Regions from separate parts of the Mus musculus genome. Here regions 1 and 2 are each linked to region 3. Evidence: chromatin contacts called from public HiCAR-type and promoter capture Hi-C data. All regions are on one chromosome and are shown on one strand. The core of a region is the stretch at or near the end of the contact, and the rest is flanking DNA. Distances in the headings are between cores, read along the strand shown.

Evidence for each region. Promoter capture Hi-C pulls out the DNA fragments that hold promoters and counts their contacts. HiCAR-type assays count read pairs that join an accessible place to other places.
Region 1: a promoter capture Hi-C map of pre-B cells shows a contact between it and region 3. The contact joins the promoter of P2ry10 here to the promoter of Magt1 in region 3.
Region 2: a contact with region 3 is called in a HiCAR-type map of astrocytes, with 6 times the contacts expected there. The contact joins the promoter of Nexmif here to the promoter of Magt1 in region 3. A contact is called at or near these places in 2 of 39 promoter capture datasets (cranial neural crest and embryonic stem cells) and 2 of 115 datasets of contacts at active chromatin or transcription factors (astrocytes and embryonic forebrain).

The regions. Positions count from the first base shown.
Region 1 is chrX:107,087,680-107,092,261 of GRCm38.p6, reverse strand. P2ry10 (purinergic receptor P2Y, G-protein coupled 10) reads right to left here and starts at 2,929. Exons shown (of 3, transcript NM_172435.4): 1 at 2,835-2,929; 2 at 2,530-2,704.
Region 2 is chrX:104,198,686-104,202,724 of GRCm38.p6, reverse strand. It overlaps Nexmif (neurite extension and migration factor), which reads left to right and starts at 1,541. Exons shown (of 5, transcript NM_001077354.3): 1 at 1,541-2,092.
Region 3 is chrX:106,009,365-106,013,973 of GRCm38.p6, reverse strand. It overlaps Magt1 (magnesium transporter 1), which reads left to right and starts at 2,172. Exons shown (of 10, transcript NM_001190409.2): 1 at 2,172-2,312. The coding sequence starts at 2,211.

The DNA of each region.
Region 1 (4,582 bases), core at 1,680-4,179, 1.1 Mb before region 3:
TTAATTTTATTTTATTTCCCCAAATCTGAGAAGTATTGCAATTTAGCTTGTAATAAGATTTCTTCATAAAACTAGGAAAAAGTTGAAATTCTCCATCTCTAAACAAGTTTTTGCATGGAAGAAAAATATTTTAAGATGCTTTATATGGAATATACTCTCCTTAAAGATAAAGACACTGCACTTCTTAGGTACAGTTCTAGCACTTTTATCTATATTTGCTACATATATATGACAAATGACTGCCCACCAGATCTCAGGGTAGTACCACCAGGTTTCAGGGTAGTACCATATCAAAATAAGGGATTTTTATGAAGATTTGCCTGTAGGCTCAAATCACATTAGATTGCAGATAGAAAATTTGGTACACTTTAATTTTGTCTTTCATAGAAGGAGTGTTGAGTTGAACAAGACTTGTAGAATAGGGAAGACTGAAAACAGGAGAATATTTTTTTTAAATATTACCCTTGGATCAAAGAAACTTTGATTCAACTAGTCAAATACCAATTCTCTACATTGCTGTAATAAACCCAATTTTTTTCATTTCTTTATTATTAAAATAAGAAAATTAAGCTCAATGGTCTTTAACTCTGTTCTAGCTCTAACTTACCTTGTCTGTTATGGGCACTACCCCTCTCACTACTGTCACTGCCAGATCCTGATGCAGCCACTACCCTGCTGAGAAGATATACTTAGAACATTATAGTTGTGTGTATGTAATTATCAAAAATCATTGTTGAATGATAATTACAAATGATATTATTAGTGAATTATTTAATTGAAACTTGAGGATACTAGCACTCAAAATAAGTAATCCCATTTCCCAAAACGATTAAGCAATGGGCTCAGGATGGAAAGTCAGTTCTGGAATGAAGCTCTATTCATTCCCTAAGTACAAGCTCGATGGCTCCTCATCCTCTCCTCCTCATCCTCTCAACTCTCCTTCTCTTTTAAAGCTCTTGTCATTAAGAAACCAGCACAACTTAGCAAACATGTATATAAAAATTACTTCTATTTTCCTTGATAGTAGGGGTAGTTGTCTTAGAAAAAATGAAAAAGAAAAAGAACCAGAGATGTGTTTTTAAAAAAAAAGCAAAATCATTGTTCTAATAAAAGTGCTAAAAGTATATATGTCCACATTCTTCTTGGTGACAACATACACTATAGTTACAAAGTACCAATGCAATGAGTAGATTGTTCTAAGTCCAGGATTGGTTCTTTACAACAGCAAGCTTTCATTAATTTTTTGTTTGTTTGTTTCTTGAAAGAACTAATGTCTTTCAAATCCTGATATGAACTTCAAGTAAAATTTTGGGATAATTTAATTAAAGTACACTGTAGAACTCCCCACCCAACCATTGCCCTGATTGTGGAAAATTGTCCATACTGTAGTTTCACAGCAAACATATCTGTGTTCTTTGTTAGAACCATGGCAAGAGCATCATAGAACCCCAAGTTATTTATCTCAAACACAGCCACCAAGTACCACCCCAAAACTTCCCCCAAAACTGTGCTTATTCACTTGGAGTTCTTTGTTCTTTCACTACTTGGATTTAATAGTCCATACAGTTCAAACCGAACAACTTTTTCAATTAGGCCCTAAAAAGAACTGTGTTTGACCAAAGAAGCAATTGGATTCAGCAAAAAACATTATAAAAAGCAACTGTCCTAAATTTATGGCCTAGATAATCCGTATAGTTTAGACAATTAGAAACCCTAAGTATATTTGCATAACGCCTACCCATGTACCCTGTATTTTAGTTTTGCATAAATTCTCTAATTAGTAACTATAACAATGACTCCCTGCATTTATTTAAACAAGCAAAACAAAAATATCCCCACTTGAAGAATTCTAAAAATCGAGACTCTCTTCTCTTGAGAAGCTGAGCAAAGTCGGCATCATTGTATGTAGACTAATTCTGGGATTATCCAAGCACACAGTCTGCCATGAAGAAATCCCTAGAGAAGCTGGTTTTTGACTCACTACTGCTAGCTCCACTCTAAAGTGCATTCACTGAAAAGATAAGTGTCTCACATTTGAACTCTGCTATCTCTAAGCATTGAAGTTAGAACAACAATGAATCAAGGAATACCTCTGAACAAACTTTGACAATCAAACGGGTCATAGGTAGTTTTATACTACTGAAAGACACAGTCTTCTGTAAGGAAAAATGAACATGTGTTTTAAGACACAGTTCATAGCTGTAATTCTGCCACTAATTACCTGAATGTTCTTAAGTGGCTTCATCTCACTGTCTCAGATAATTTGACTGTATCATAAGGAATTTTTATCTGTATAGACCTTTTAGCTCCAAAATAAATCATCAGACTGTCTTCCTTCATGCTAGAGAAAAAAAAAAATACTATTTGTCCCAGTATCTCTGTAAGCTAAGATTACCATTAAGAGCTCAAACCTAGATTATTTTTTGTATGTAACTAGATAAATTACACACAGCACAAGTTCAAATCCTCTTTTATTGACTAAGTATGTCAAATTGTTCCAAATGAGACTAAATGCAACACTGTACTTACCTTTTGTGGCATCCACTACTCCTTGTCAACTGTATAGAAAGCCCCTTTAGCAAGCAGTGAGTTGCATCACATCCTTCATACTGCTATTGTAACAGTGGAAGCTGATCACATTATACTTCACTTTGAACTCTGGCTAGACTGAAAGACAATCACATTTCTTCCCTCTGTAACAATCCTGAGATGGGAAACCAAAGACCATTTTATTCAAAACACGGCCTTCACATCTGCCCCAGTCCAGATCTTTCTTTCTCCACCAATCCTCCCAAACAGAACCACAAAGTTACAGGTGCTGGGCTAGAACTTACCCTGATGCTGAGCTGGGATAGAGTCTTGTATATTTGCAAAGAGATGAGAGTAAAAAGGTACAACTCTGGGCAGCAAGCACATATCCTGCTGATAACTGAAAGAAAAATAATGTTGAAAGAGGAAGTAGAGCACATTAATGTCTCACCACAGAAACCTTGCTTGCACAGAACGTAGGTAAGTCCCTTGAGCAGATGACGTTAATCAAGTGTGATTTCTTCTTTATTTCGTTTGTGCTGTACAAACAGCTAATACGTCCTTGTCTTCTTAACTGTTACCTACCTTATTTCCTTCTACCACAACTCGAATGTTTTTCTTACTAAATCCAGTAGGTTTGGGGCCAAGATAAGACTTCTAAGCCAAATATAAAGAAAATTTACCTAAGACCTGGGAAGCTGCTGCTCTTTGAATTTTGGGAGGCAAACTTCAAAATACATATCAAAACTAACAATGGGACTCTCTCAGTTTAAACTTTCCACTCAATCTAGATCATCCTCATCTCTATCAGTCCATTTCTAGATTCACATTTTAATGTGTACTTAACTTGTTTTGTTTATTTATTGTGCCTTTGCTATACTGAAAACTACATCATACTGAGAGCAAAGGCTATGTCTAGATTATTTTTGTACTGTACATAAAGTATTTTCACAAATGTTTAAGTGAAAAGTGTGCAAGTGGGTGAATAAATGAATTCTCAAGGAATGTACATGTAAGTAAAAGAAAAGTGTGATTGATCACAGATCTGCCTCTAGTGTAATAGGAGTCTTCACAATGATTCTTCACAATGTCTATGGAATTGTCAGAAATACGCAAGTAAATACTACACACATAGAAACAACACTTTCAGCTAAGTTTCAGAAAAAAATCTCAGAAACAAGGCTTACTTACAAAGTAGTACAAACCTCTACAGGCATGTGAAAGAACCACACTTAGACTTTGCAGCCTGCAGCTGCAACAAACTTTCTGGGTAATAACCATAGTAAGGAAGAAAAACATAAATACTTGTGGGTTAGGTCAAAGAGTAGCATTTTGATTCACAGATAAGACTGGTGAAAGAAGGAAATAGTAGACCACGTTTTTGTAGGAGGGCAACCTGGAACTGCAACAGCTCATTTTGCAACGAATGCATCTTAGAAAAGCAGAACCGTTAGAGATCTAGGTGGAGCTAGGCCCAGCACTCAGGGATGTCCAATAAAAAGTCACAGGGGCGTTGAGGGATGGAAAAGAAATGATTTTAGCATTAGAAACTAAGAGTCTGGGCTGATTGATGATAGGACCATGACTTGTGAGGATTGGCAACAAAATAGGGTATTCTTCCTGGCTGAACTATGTAATGAAACAAGCTTGACCTTGCAGTCCTCTTCTTAATTCGGATTGCATAGATTTATCCAGCTCCAATCTGTTGTTAATTTCGTTTTTTGATTTGGCATCCTTACTGAAAAGAGACTAAGCTGACAGGCCAACACACATCTCAGTCCATTTGGCAGTTCTTTTCTGTACTATAAATTATTAAATTGGCGTCCTGTTGCAAATCTGTCCCTTGCGAGTATGAGCATTGTGAGCCAGTTTTCTAAGGTATTATCCTTCTCTGAAAAATACATATGTACTTCAAGATCTGCTGAACTTTGAGGCCAAAGCCTGGGATAGAAGGAGAAAGAAATCCTTTCCTGACAAGTGACCAGTGTCACCACATACCACATTCATTTCGCAGACAATTTCTTAATGTTGCTAGAAGAAAAGCGTGGTTACT
Region 2 (4,039 bases), core at 292-2,791, 1.8 Mb after region 3:
GGATTCTTTGAGAAATGAGCCATTATTGAAGGATGAGTTTCTGTAATATAAGAGGGGACTGACAAGGAGTATTCCAAGAAGGTGAAATGGTAGGTGGCCTTTAGCTAAACCTCCCTGAAAACACACCCAGAAGTGTGTCCCCTAGGTGAGTGTAAGTTTTAAAAACCTGCCCCCACCCCACACAGACACTCCATGGCAAGAGGATGAAAGAGTCAGGACTGCGTTCCTTTAACTTAAACCCGACCCCTGTATCTTTTACTTTGCCTTGAAAAATCTCTCCCCCTACCCTCCTGACCCATACACATTATCCATGTCTGTGCTGTTTCTGGGGAGGGGTTAGGTGACAGGCTAGAGGCCCTGGGAAGGGTTAGAGGACTTACACACTGCAGATCTCGAAGTCTGACCTTAGAAAATGAGGCTGTAGGGTGGAAACAGAGAAATCTGAAATTGAGCTCTCCATGACTGGGAAGCTGGGTTGTGGCAAGGACTTGCTGGAGCAAGTGCACACAAAGTAGCTAGCTTTATTCTCTCCGCTCTAGCGTCAACACTTAATCGTTCTCCCTGGTTTCTAGTGGCACTGACCGTGGCTCTCAGGCCCCAACCCTACACCCTGGGCTTCATTGAATACTACGTGTTCCCCGGTGGGTCGCTTTCCATTCCTGTACTGTTGATTCCCAGGGCGTCAAAAGGGAAATGACCACCTAAGGAATTTTCCTGTGACAGCAGTCAGATCCCATTTCCTTCCCGGCCATATTCAGAATCCCTTTTTCTCTCCTTCACTTCCTAAAAAAACTCATCCCTTTCCAATTCTCTGCCTTGTTACAACCCTTCCAGCACAATCCACCTTCCCGGGGCTTGGGGCCTGAAGTTAAGGGTAGGTTGGATGGATAGAGGCTTAATACATGGAGCCATTCAGATATTCTTCCTGAAACTTCAGAGCGCCCCTCTCTGAACACATAACTGCCTTCAAAGGCGTGGGAGAGTGGTGTCCGGCTGCGTGTCTGCTAGGGGAAGAACAAGCCAGCAGCGCCGTGGACTGGGCGGGCTGCGAGAATGTGAGTGGGGGGCGGGGTGGGGGTGGGGAAGGGGGGTGCGCGCCCTTTATGACAGGTGGCCGCGCAGTGCGCGCTCCCGGACGTCTGAGGGGACCGCCGGGAGGGACAGACAGACAGACAGGGTGGGAGGGGGCACACACGAGGAAGGGACCGCAGAGAGGGTAAGGAAAGAGAGAGCAAGATAGGGAGGGCTGTGGTGGGGAAGGAGGATAGGGAGGGGAACGCGTCCAACAAGAACTGCTGTGTTGGAGGAAACAATGGCAGGGGCAATAGCGATGGTGGCAGCCGAGGCAGCCCCACTCTGGGCACCTTTCTGAATGGGCAGAGGCAGCTCTGGAAGCAGAAGAGAGCAGGCAGAGCCCGCAGAGGCTCTGAGCCAAGCAGCCCAGGGAGGAGAAGGGGGAGGAGGAGGAGGAAGAGGAGGAGGAGGAGAAAGGGGGGAGGAGGGGGCCGAGGCAGGGGGGGAGAACCCGGGAAGGAAAACCAGTAGCATCAGCAGCAGCAGCCACCGCCGCCGCCACCACCACAGCAGTGGCAGTAGCGGCAGTGGCAGCGTTTAGCAGTAGTGTTCCCAGCGCTAGCGGCAGTCGCAACCGCCCTCCGCGTCTCCGTCTCGCGGACAGCCGCAGCCACCGCGTGCAGAGCGGGCTCCGGGCACCGCCGCGCGCAGCCGGCGAGCCGGGCAGTGCTGGCGCGGGCGAGCGGCGCGGTGAGAGGAGCGCTGTCCTGGGAGCCGGCGGGCGGCTGTGGAGCCTCTGAGTTTCGGCGCCCGAGCCCGACAGCTCTGCCTCCATCTAGTGCGGCGGCTGCGGCGGAGCCAGAGTGAGCGAGCGGAGCGAGGCGCGTCCACCTGGCGGGCCCCGCGCATGGAGCAGAGGCAGAGGAGACGGCAGTGAGCGGGAGCAGCGGCGGCAGCTCTAGCAGCTCCGGCGACGGCGACGGCGGCGGCAGCCCAGCCTTGACTGCGACCGTCCCAGCTCGGGACGCCGGCAGCAAGGACCCACCAGCGACGTGCGCCTCGGGAGGCGGCCTGCGAGGTGAGTCTGAGCGCTGCCATGCAGCCTCCCCCATCCCCCCCGGGCCTTCTCCCTGGCTCCCCGGGCCGGCTGGAGCCGGCGGGCGGCAGCTGGGGGTGGGGGTGGCGGCTGCGAGGAACCGAGGGCTAGCCGAGCGAGGAGCCGAGCAAGGGATGCCGGCGGGGAGAGCGTGTGTGTGTGTGTGTGTGTGTGTGTGTGCGCGCGCGTGCGTGTGAGTGTGTGTGAGTGGGAGAGTGTGCGAATGGCGTGCGGGTGCTGTCTGTGTGCGGGAGGCAGCGAGGCCGCCGGGGCGAGGGAGCCTGGCTCGCCCGCCGCTGCCGCCGCCGCTGCCGCCGCCGCCGCCGCCGAGCGTGCGCTGCAATCTAGGAAAGGCCTGTGTGCCGCCGCCGGGGGAGGGGGAGGGGAAGGGAGCGGGCCGGAGCCGCCGCCACTGCCGCCGCCGCTCACACACGCCTGCCTGCCGCAGGGCAGCGGCCGCTAGCCGCCTGCCACCTCCCATCGGTTCGGTGACCCCGGGGGAACCTCGGGCGTCTGGGGAAAGTGGCACGGCCCGAGGCACGCGTCCGAGGGAGCGGGAAAACGTAGGCACGCGGCGGGCGCCGGCTGGCGTCCCGGCCGAAGCTGCAGAGGTGCGAAGGCGCCGCTGGCCGCCGTACGGACGCCTCCCCCGCCCGAGGCTCCCGCGCGCCCCAGGCGCCTCTGGCCACCCCGCGGTGGCACGGGCGGCTCGCAGCACCCGCTCCAAGCAGCCGCCGCTGGCGACCGACGAGAAGTTAGGGGCCCGAGCGAGCCTCGCCCAGGCTTGTCACCTTTGCAGGAAATTGGCCCGCTGCCCTTTCCCGCTCTCCCTTGCCGTCAGATTGACGCTTTCCTCCGGGACTCCTGGAGCTCGTCGCTGCTGCGCCTGCAGGGACACTGCTGCGGCTCGATCTTATCCAGCCCTGCGGGCTCAGAGGCCGTGGGGCGGCCCCGCTCCCCGAAAGTGTGCAGACCGCGCTGTTCAGCTGAGGAATCCAGTGGTTTCAGCATGACTGCTCCTGTCTCATTAGTGAGACACCGAACCACGGGCGCAAGGCTTTTAGTCTTTTTCTGAAGTTAAAAAAAAAAAAAAAATCAGTTGACATTCCCATTTTGACACCAGCACTTCAGATTTTTGTCCAGCTTCTGGTAGCATTTTGGAATGACCAAGTCTCATATTTTGCTTCTGGGCTTTGGCTTCCAACATGTTGTTAAATTCTAGGCGCAACAGCATACTTAACTGTGTGGCTTTTTCTAACGTTTCATTTTGTAGACTTGTCTGAGAATACACAATAGTGTGTGGGGTTGGCAGGACTTTTTTTTAAGTATCTTTATAAAATACTTTAGCGCTGGGATTTAAAAAACTGTTTTAATTGAAGAAGCAGAGTGTGCTTATAGTTCTGGAATATTTTGCTTGCTGAGTAAAAGGTGCTCTAATGGTTTCCTCTGAACTGCAAGAGACCATTTGGGACTTGCGGGGTGAGTCGCACATCTTTATGCATGGATAGAATGACCAAACATTTTATTTACAGCAGTGATGTTCTCATAGCTGAGGAGATTTTACACTTATTAAAAAATATTTTTAGAAAGGAACAAAAAAAAAACCTTAAGAAACTGTCATTTTACATATTAACTAGAAAACCGGCTAATCAAATAAAACTGGCTGAGTGTCTGAAACTCTATCCCAGTGAAATATGTGGCTGTGAATATAATTAACCATCTGTCTAGTGAGCAATTTAAATTTGGGCTGGTACATTTTTATTACAGTCTCTAATTTCTGGAAGACTTGTACATTTTACCCAGCACTAACAACAGAAGCGTATTTGCTTACTAGGTCAGAAATGTACTTGTGTGGTGGTGGGATTTCCCTCTATCCCCACCCTTACATCTTATGTAGTCTCTATACTCTTACATCTTACATAGTCTCCA
Region 3 (4,609 bases), core at 923-3,422:
CCTCCTACCCCAGCTTCCCAAGTAGGAGTTAAACTGACCTATGAGGCCCAGCTTAATTTTTTCATATCCTACTTTCTCCTCTCCTTTGAAACAGGGACTCGCCATGTAACCTATGTGGGCCTCAAAGTTGGGATTTTCCCACTCTAGTCTCCCAAGTGCAGGGATTACAGGAGTATGCCACCACATGTGGCTATTGCTTTCTCTGTGTGTCTCTCTCTGTCTGTCTCTCTTCTGCTCTCTTCTCATCTGTCTTTTTGTTTATTTTGTTTTGTTTTGTCTTGTTTTGCTTTGTTTTGTTTGAGACAGGGTCTCTTGTAGCTCAAGGAGGAACTCCCTATGCAGCCTAGACTGGCATTAATCCCTGATATCCTCCTGCCTCTATCTCCTGAATACTGAGATTACAGGTATGCACCGCCAGGCTCATTTTATTTCATATCTCTTTATGTGGAGACCAATTACTTTCCTTTCTTTTTTTTTAAAGATTTATTTATTACTTATACAGCATTCTGCCTGCATTATTCCTGCAGGCCAGAAGAGGGCACCAGATCTCATTATAGAAGGCTATAAGCCACCATGTGGTGGCCAGAAATTGAACTCAGGATCTTTTGGGCCTGCTCTCAACCACTGAGCCATTTTTCCAGCCCGTCCCTCTTTTAAAGCAGTTACTTTCCTTTCAACAATCATCTCCTTAACTCTCCAAATAGTGGAATTATTATAATTCTGTGGGGTTTTTGCTTTCTAGCAGGACCTAAAAGAATAATCACATAGTATGTTCCACACATTCAAAATAAATGCACCTTGGGCTTTGGATGTAGTTGTGATAAAATGCTTGCCCAGCTTGTGTGGGGTCCTTTACTCAATCCTTTACTGTGCCCTGTGCTGCAAAATAAATAAATAAATAAATCCAAATTATAATGTGTGTGTGTGTGTGCACGCGCTTGTGTGTATACTGAGGAAATATTGAGGATTAAACCTATGTGTTTACAAATAACAGTTAAATGTCCTATCAACTGATCTATATTTCCCCAATGTCTTAGGGTTACTGTTGCCATGTTATAACACCCTGACCAAAGCAACTTCATCAGGAGTTGCAGTCATAGGAACAGTACTTAAGCCATCTTCAAGAATAGTATGTGCTTGAAAAAAAGATTGGTGTGGGGGGGTGGCAGCGTGAATGTACATGCAATGGGTGTGTGCCTGGTCTCTGTAAAGATCAGAAGAGTGCATCAGATCTCCTGGGACTACTAGGCTGTTACCCACCATGCCGGTCCCGGGAGGGTCTTCTCCCAAAAACAGTTAAATGTTCTCAACCCTTGAGACATTTCTCCAGCACCTGTCCCAGAGTATTATACTAAAGGAGCAAATTTCAACAAAACAAAACAAAACCACTTTTGATGTAAGATATTTGGATGTTTTGGGTGTTGTCAGCGCTGAGGTTTGGGCTGAGAAATTAATTTTGCTTACCAGAGGGTATAATGCAAGCTTCTGCTTTAGACCACGTAGTTCCCTTGGACTTGGCTAGAATGGAACTCTGAAGGTTCCTTGAATTGTTGAATTCCTAATCGTCCTGCCTCCACTTCCACCTCCCAAACCTGGGAGTTTGGCTGGGAGAAATCACGAGGGCTCCTTTATGTTTGAGACAATCTTACATTAATCAGGTGGCCTGGGATCCGGACAATGGAGCCAAAGATGACCTTGAACAATTGATGCTCTTGCTTTCACATTCAAAATGCGTGGATTAGAGGCTTTTGTTACTTAGGCCAGCTCAAAATCAAACAGTTCTAAAGGAAGGAACGCTTTCTAGATGATGATTCCATTTTTAAACGTACAAGCCATTTTGTGCCTCAAAAAAAAAAAAAACCAACAAAAAAAAACCTCAGCGCCATTTCAAACCTGCGCATGTGTACTAAAAGTTCGCTGAGCGCGATGTCTTTACACGTAGGAAAAGGGTGCAGCCTTTTCAGCGGACCAATAAGAAACCTCCAGATTATCCTTTTCCGATTGGCTCCCGGGAACCAATCGGAAAAGAACTTTTTTTTTTTTTTTAAAAGCGGGCGTCTGCTGAGCGTGAGGTCACGTGAGGGGTCGAGCGGCAGGGCTGAGCCGAGCCAATGGGGAGCGGCAAGGGCTCGGTTCGCCCGTTCTCACGCCCCACCCTCGGACCGTGCTGGAAGAAAGTTTCGCCCCGCCGCCAAGAGAGAAGCGTGAACATGGCCTCGCCAAGGTGGTTCTGGTCTGTGTGTGCGATCGCAGCGGTGGCACTGCTGCTCGTTTCCAAGGTTCCTTCGGCCTCTGCCCAAAGAAAGAAGGAGGTGAGGCGGCGCCTGCCAGCGGCAGGGACTTTCTCGACTTGGGGCTAGAAAGGGTCCGCTCGCCCCTTCCCAGGGATCTGTGCTGGGCGTGACTTGGAGTCCGCGGTTGGGAGGAAGTTGGCTTCACAAAAGCGGGAGCTGCAACTTCTTGTATTGTAGGGTTTCACATTCAAAAGCAGGCTGGAGTAGGTGACCACCTCGCTTCCAGCAGCTGGGGAACGTGCAGCTACAAGTAGTGACACTCCTGGAGTTTGGACCGCTTTGGGTGTTGGGCTGAGGAGCTCGTTTTGCTACCCAGAGGATATAATAATGCAAGCTTCTGCTGCCGACCATATGTAGCTCTCTCGGACATGTGTCTGTCATGTCAACCCAGGAGTGGAAAAATTAGATGAGTGAGATGATGCCAGTTTCATGCCCGTGTTCAAGCGTTCAGAATGTGTAAAACGTCTGTATTTGGTGACGGACACCAATCACGAAAGAGCAAACTAAGCCCCCCCCCCCCAATTTATGGAACAGGCAGTCTTTGAGATGTAGAAAACATACAATATTCGTATTCCTTTCTGTTTATTTTTTTGTTCTGTTTCATTTGAAGCATTCTCCCCCCTATAGCCCATTCTGGCCTTGACCTCATGACAATCCTTTGCCTTTCAAGTGCTGAGGTTACAGGTGTGAGCTGGGACGGCCCAGCTTTTTTTTTTTTTTTTTTTTTTTTTTTAGCTTGATGTTTAGCAGTCTGAACATATGGATTTTAGCCCCGTGTTTCTGAACATTTGTGACTTAGAACCATATACTCATAGAGCTTTAAAAAACTGGTGATAATTATTTATACCCTCTAATTTTATAAGGAAGAGCAGCCCTAGTTTTACACAGTTAATTACTGTATTTAAAGTAGACTAAAGCCATTAACTCTAATGCCATTTCCAGTGCATTCTTTAGTACACAAAACCTATAAGGACATTTTTGAAATACCAGTTAAACATTGCAGCTATTAAGTTATATAAATAAACTAATTTCTGTATCTATCTGAGTATTTGAATTATTTCATAAGATTAAAAACTAAGCAAAGCCTCATATGGTGGGCATGCCTGTATTCAGAACACTGTAGTGAAAGAGGTTCAGGAATTCAAGGTCATCCTTGGCCAATAAGTGAATTAGAGCTAGCCTGGGCTACACGAGACCCTATTTGAAAACAATAACACTGAAGAGCTAGCAAAGGAAAACATTATATTAGGGAAGTTGGCAAAGAGGAAAATAAAAATGTACAAATATTAAAGATATAATCCAGTGAGCAGCCTTTTGGCTGGGTGAAGAAATTGATAGAGCCTTTCTGTTTTGGAGTGTTTGCTGCATGCGTGTGTGCTCACTGCCGTCATGGAGGGCCAAAGAAGGTGTAGAATCCCCTAGAACTGTAGTTTGAGGACAGTTGTGATCTGCCAATTGAGAACTAGGAACCAATCCTGGACTTTGTGCAAAGAAGAAAAAGAAGCTCTTGGCATGAGCTTTCTGGTGCCTGCTGTGGCTTTTGGGGAGAATCCCAAGCCATTCTTTGTAGACAGCAATATGCAGAGCAATACATTGGTTTTTCTACCCTTAAAGTCCTGTTTTTAAGCCATATTTGTAAGTGTATGTATATGTATAGGAAAAATTCAAAACTCTAACAGACACATAACAGTCCCTTAAGAGCTGCTATCTCTAGGCTTTTAGTAATGTTGGTAAGGGAAATGCTTTCATATTTTGCCCTATATATTCATGTTGTCTAAATGTGTACAGTCATGACTTACTTTTTACACTTGAAACAAGTTTTTGTACATATTCCAGGCTGACCTTGAACTCCTTCGGGGTGACAGGATCACAGGGCAAAGTTTTGCTTGTCTTTTGAGTTTGTCCTCCTGCCTCATAGTCTAGAATTACAGGTGTCTGTCTGCCACACTATTCCAGGACACTTTTAAGTCTCTCTGTTTTGTTTTTTGTCATCCTTTTTAAAGCTTTGCTTTTATTTTTAAGTAATTGAAACAATATTTTCGATATATTGTTTACCTGAATGAATAGATGTGCACCATGTGTGTAGATGGTGTCTTTTGGAGGTCAGAAGAGGTCCCCTGGAATATAACCTGGTACCCTGCAAAATCAACTATTGTTCTTAACTGGCAAAACCATCTTTCGATATGCTATTTTTATTTGTGCCTGCCTGTGTGCCTGCATGTATGTGTGTGTGTGTGTGTGTGTGTGTGTGTGTGTGTGTGTACATACATATATGTCACTTGTGGAGGCCAAAGAAGGACGTTGGATTACCTGGA